Regions from separate parts of the Canis lupus genome. Here region 2 is linked to region 1. The links are chromatin contacts, called in public Hi-C maps. All regions are on one chromosome and are shown on one strand. Each heading gives the region's core, a stretch centred on a gene start, on an enhancer-like site or on the middle of the called end of the contact. The rest is flanking DNA. Distances are from core to core; before and after follow the strand shown. Region 1 overlaps FAM53B (protein FAM53B). Region 2 holds the start of FAM53B (protein FAM53B).

Evidence for each region. A called contact is a pair of places that touch in the nucleus more often than the background predicts.
Region 2: a contact with region 1 is called in a Hi-C map of blood, with 3 times the contacts expected there. The contact joins the promoter of FAM53B here to the enhancer-like site in region 1. A contact is called at or near these places in 2 of 9 Hi-C or Micro-C datasets (amygdala and blood).

What each region holds. Positions count from the first base shown.
Region 1 is chr28:34,324,457-34,327,215 of UU_Cfam_GSD_1.0, reverse strand. The region is part of intron 4 of FAM53B (protein FAM53B); the gene reads left to right. Among named protein-coding and RNA genes, the nearest start is that of FAM53B, 96 kb to the left of the region's middle. Within about 2 kb of position 1,440, at least 7 of the 20 cell types and tissues checked have an H3K27ac peak or open chromatin away from gene starts, as enhancers often do. A contact at or near this core is called in blood, where this site is marked.
Region 2 is chr28:34,420,096-34,422,795 of UU_Cfam_GSD_1.0, reverse strand. FAM53B (protein FAM53B) reads left to right here and starts at 1,414. Exons shown (of 5, transcript XM_038579035.1): 1 at 1,414-1,489.

The DNA of each region.
Region 1 (2,759 bases), core at 191-2,690:
CCGAGAGTCTCCTTGTGTCTTCGTGTGGCAGGGCACCCTTAGCTCTCACGGCTTTCTTACGTGTTCTGGCGTCTGGTAGAGAGAATCTCTCCTCCCTGCTCCGTAAAGTTGTCCTGATGAACCTCTTCTGTTTATTTTCCATTAAAAACTTAAGAATCACTTCGTTTGGAGACGGTGGTGTGAGGGGGATGCCATTGATGTTTTAGATTGGGATTGTGTTCAGTTTAGGAATTAACTTGGGGAGAATTTATGCCTTTTTGAGGTCGAGTCTTCCGGTCTGCAACATACCATGTTATTCTATTTGTGTTCTTTATGGTTTTCTTCATATCATTTTTGCTACTTCTTATAGTTCTATTCCTAGAGATTTTACTTTTTGAGTCACTGCCTTGTCTCCTTGCTCTTGAAAGCAGATCTGGATTTAAAAAGCGCATTTGGATTTGACCAACCTGGAGGGTAGATTCTTTCCCAAAAGCCGAGCCCCCCGACCCCTTGGCTGTGCAGTGCTGTGTCCCCAGAGTGCCCTGGGCACATCGCCTGCACCTGAGCACAGTGAGGGGCAGGGGGTGGCGGGAGGAGCTCAGGTTTGCCAGGCACCTTCACTGGCTCCTTGGTGCTCTCACTGCAATCAGTTCTCCAGACAGTGCTGTGACTTCGGGGCTCTTCTTAGCCTCGTGGTACAAATGTGGAACTGAGGCTCAGAAGTTTAATGATCTGCCAAGGTCCCGCAGAGGGCACAGGGGAGCCGGGATTCCAGTCTGGGGTTGTCTAGCCTTCTCAGGGCCGCCATCCTGCCTGAGGATCAGATGCTCTCCTGAGCACAGCCTGCAAGTCAGAGGTCTGGTTGCACATCAACTAGCCTTGCGATTTGGGGCAGGTCTCATCCCTGGTCTTGACCTCAGTCTGCCAGTCTCCAAAATGCAGTTGTTAAACTGGTTCACGATTTGCTCATTTTTCCTAAAAGGATCCTCTTTCTCTGGAAGCCACTACCTGGAACAGAGACATGGAGCTGCAAGGGCCCCGATGCTTTGTAGTCCTGGCTCCCTGTGCCCTCATGTGGCCCTCAGAGCACCCAGCTCCAGGCAGCTGTACAGAACCCAGTGCCCACCACGCCCTCGAGGGCCCCTCCTTCTGCGCCCCCAGTTCTGCTATAGCAGCTGCCCCCCGACACCGCGTGCCTCCCGGCAGCACAGCACGTTAGCCTTGGCCCCCTGCCAGAGCCCTGTGTGCTTTGGAAAGGTCCCTTGACTTTTGTTAGGCAAGGAATTCTCCTTACACCAACCCGAGAGCGAGGTGGTTTCACAAGTCCTGTCCTGAGTGTGTGCTGGCTGGGGTGCACGCCACAGAAACAAAATGTTTGTTTTCTGATTGCCAGAGTGCTGGAAGGCCCTTTGGCACAGGCTTGCACACCTTCTGTGTCCAGGCAGGCCATCTGCCCCCCCGGGGGGTGGGGGGGTCCTGGTGCAGAAACGGTGTCTGCCACAGTGTGGCCTGGGGGACACCATTCAGAGGGCTGGCAGGGCTCTGGGCCACCAAGGCCTGTTCCTTGGCACAAGGCCGAGCCAGGCAGGCTAACTAACCAGGTGAGTCCTTCCTTCTCATCCCCCCAGGCTGCACTGAGCACCTCCTATGAGCCGCCCCCAGCCAGGCAGTGGTGTGTAGGGTCAGGGCCACGTGGGGCCAGGCAGGGTGCACACAGGCTCGCGGCTGGCTTTCAGAGAGGATGATGCAGAGCTGGGTTTTGCCAGGTAAAGAGGTGCTCAGTAAACATTTGTGGCCTCCGCAGAAGTAAGTTGAGGAAGCAGTGGCACAGGAAGCCAGGGACTTCCTAGTAATTGCCCAGAGCCAGTATCATGTCCAGAAGATAGTCCCTGGCCCCCTGGGCTGTTTGATTCTAGAACCTGTGACCTGGGGAAGAGCCCCAGGGAGCCAGGGCCAAGTCAGCAGTGCTCACCGGGACTCAGAGGCTCCCCTTGGGGCAACTTTATTTCCTCTTTTTAGGCCTGTCTGATAGGGTTTCCCTTGTTCCTGTGGGTAGAAAAGCAGTCCAGGCCCTAAAAGGCTGCCTCTTGTGCAGTCAGTCCAAAGGTAAGCATTTCACAAAAATGGGCTGGGCCTTGACACAGGCCTGGGCGAGCAGCTGACCCACCCCGTGCAGGAAGAGGAGCTTGGCTGTGGCAGGGGCATGGTGAATTAGGTGCCCAGAGCAGAGGGCCAGCCACCACAGGGCCCCAAACAGCAGCCTCCAGTGTGGGCCAGCTCGCGCCCCCAGTGCCCAGCCATCTCCAGCCCCTGCCTGTCACCAGACCCACCCACACTCTGGCCCAGGGCAGCCTTGGGAGAAGCAGCACCCCCACCCGGGGCCTCCTGTGAGAGAGCTGGCCTTCATGCAAAATTCAGATTAGCCAGAGATGGATTCAAGTTAGGCCCAACATGTGCTGGTACCTTTTTCTCTTCTCTGAGATATTAAAAAAACAAAAACAAAAACAAAAACAAAAACAAAAAACAACCACCCACCCCAGGAAACCTCATGTCTTGCCTCCTTGGTGGTTTCTGTGCCAACTTCCAGCATAAATGAGACTTAGAAAATTTCCAGGCCGCTAGCCATTCTCGTGGCCTGGTGTTTTCTTGATACTTGGAGAGTTCTGTTCTCGTGAAAGTGTCTGTTTGGGGAGGAAATGCCTCTGCTTAGCCAGAGCCCTGGGCCCAGCAGCTTCCAGCAGAGCGGCTGCAAGGCTCTGGAAAGCTCTGGCCAGGATGGT
Region 2 (2,700 bases), core at 165-2,664, 96 kb before region 1:
AAGGAGATGTTAGCTCATGGTTTTCTGAAAAAGAATGGGTCCAGTGTGATGAGAAACTGAAATATTTCAGCAACAGCCATGAAATATAATAGTTTCCCAAGTGCATACAAGCTCAAGAAGTTAATTGTCCATTTATGTTTGATACTGGGATTGAAACATTGGATTAAAACCAATTAAATGTTCCTAGAAGCAACAGAAAAAGTTTCCTGATTTATGAATAGACCCATTCAAATGGGGCAGACACAATCCATGTAAAGTAATGAGGTGTTTTGTTTTTTTGGCAAAGGAGAACACAAAACAGGCATAGGGGAGTTCTTTAAAAAAAAAAAAAAGAAAAGAAAAAAACCTTCTCTTTAAAAATCTCTTTGGATACAAGGTCAATAAAATAACATACACTGGTAGGACGGAGTGATGGGAAATCTAGGGCTTCGCTTCACAAGGGAAACAATCCCCCTCCCCCAGGTGAGCAGTACAATGAAAATACTCTGCTTATTCTATCAGGGTTACATTCCTGAACTTAAGTCAACATCCTAAGTTACAGAACGAAACATGCTCTGCGTCTGCTTAGCAACCACAAATCCTTCCTTCACCAGTTGCATATATTTTGCATGTGGCTTCTGAAGTACACATTCCTTTATTTCGACCAGCGCCTCTAGTTGGGAAACTAGCGCTTTATTTTCCCAAAGTGTGACAAGGCTCGCACAGCCCCCCTCGCTGCCGCCCGGCACGCCGCCGACAAACCTCAAAACCCCACAACCCGGAAGCTGGGCGTCCGAAGTCCACGCGGCCCGGCCCGGCCCGGGGTTTTGTGCCCCGGCTCCTGCGGGGGGCGGGGGCGGGGGCGGCCGCGGGACCCCTGGCTCCGGGCCCGGGCGGTGCGGCGCGGCGCGGCCCGGCCGGCCCGGGGCCCCTTCCCGCGTGCCCTTCCCGCGTCCCGGGGCCTCGCAGGCGCGGGCTCGGCGGGCGGCGGGCGGCGCGGCGCGGCTCGGCTCGGCTCGCAGGACGGCCTCCAGCCCCGCCGGCGGCGCGCCGCGACCCCCCCACTCCCCGCCCACCGGCGGCTGCGCGCACTGCACCCGCGCCCGCCGCCGCCGCCGCCGCCGCCCGGCCCCTGCACGCCGGCCCTGCACGCCCGGCCCCTGCACGCCCGGCCCCTGCACGCCCGGCCCCTGCACGCCGCCGCCGCCGCCAGCCCCGCGGCCGCCCGGGCCCCGCCACGCCGCCCGCGGAGCGCCCGACCCGGACACACGCCTTGCGGGCGGCCGGCCCCACGGCGGCGGCGGGCGCGGCGGGCGCGGGCGGCCCGGCCGGGGCCGGTGAAAGGGACGAGTTGCGAACAGTTCAGGAAGTGACAAGTCGATTTCCTCCTCCCGGGGAGCCGCTCGGTACAAAGCGCTCGGCGCCGGCGGGAGAGCGTGCGCGGCGGCCGTGGCGGTGGCGGCGGCGGCGGCGGCGGCAGCGCGGACCCCAGGCGACCCCGCCGCGCACAGTAAGCGACCGGGCGGCGCGCGGGACCCCGGCGGCCGTGCTGGCCCTGCGTGCCAGGATGCTCATTTTGTTACTTGGAAGTGTCGCCGCTTTCCTTTTTTTTTTTTTCTTTTCTTTTCTTTTCTTTTCTTCCCCCCTGCCTGGTTTCGCGTGGGGTCGGGCGGCTTCTCGGGGCGCTGAGCGTCGGCCCGGGGCGGGCGCGAGACTTGTCAGCGCAGCCGGGGGCGCGGCGGGGCGCGGTCCTGCCTCCGCGGGCTCCGCGCTCCCCCGCGCCGGGACCCGGGGACCCCGGCGCCCCGAAGTTCCCGCACCGTTTGCAGACAACTCTTTTGTTCGCGGAAGTTTGCGTCCGGCACCCCCGGGATGCGGGCGCGCGGCGGCGGGCCCCGCGGCTCCTGGACGGGCCGGGGCGGGGTGGGGGGGGGGGGCGCCTGGCCCGGGGCGGGGGCGGCCGGCGGGGCGGCCGCGGGGGCGGGGTGCGGGGTGCGGGGCGGGCGGAGCGGGGGGCGCCGGCGCGGCTTCGCACATGGCGAGCAGGGCCGCGCTGCACGGGCGCTGCTCGCCTCCCCTTCCTTTCCCGCCGGGAGTGCCTGCTGGCGGGGCCGGGGCGCGCGGGGCGAGGCGCGGGCAGGACCCCCGGAGTTGCTCCCCGGAGTTGCTCCCCGGGGCGTCCCGGGGGACCACGCTGGCGGCGCGGGCCGGGGCGGCGAGGGGGCGGCGAGGCGGCGGCGGGGCGCGCTCTGCTGCTCGGGCCGGTCGCCCCGGGAGCCCCCCGGGGCCGGGCTGCCCGCGTCCGGCCGCCGGGCTCGTTCGCACGCACTGTACTTGGTCCGATGGTGAACAAAGAACAGCGCTTTGCGGCGTTTGATGAATGGGATTCCGCCTCCTATAGGCCACACTCCGAGCCTTCGGTGCGCTGCAGCCCGCGGACCCGGCGGCGGCGGCGGGCGGGCGGGCGGGCGGCCCCTCGGGGGTGCTGCACCCCGGGCCCCCGACCCCGGGGCAGGGCCCGGCCGCCGCCGCCGCCGCCTCGCCTTGCCGCCGCCTCGCCTTGCCGCGGCGGGCGCAGATGGGGCCGGGCCGACGGTGGTTCAACAGGAACAAATGTTTGTTGAATTGTTGGATGGCGGAGACGAGGGGCTGTTCCTATCGACTGCTGCAGGAGCAGGAGCCGGAATGGCATTGTTTATTGGCCTGGGAAGCCGGCGAGCG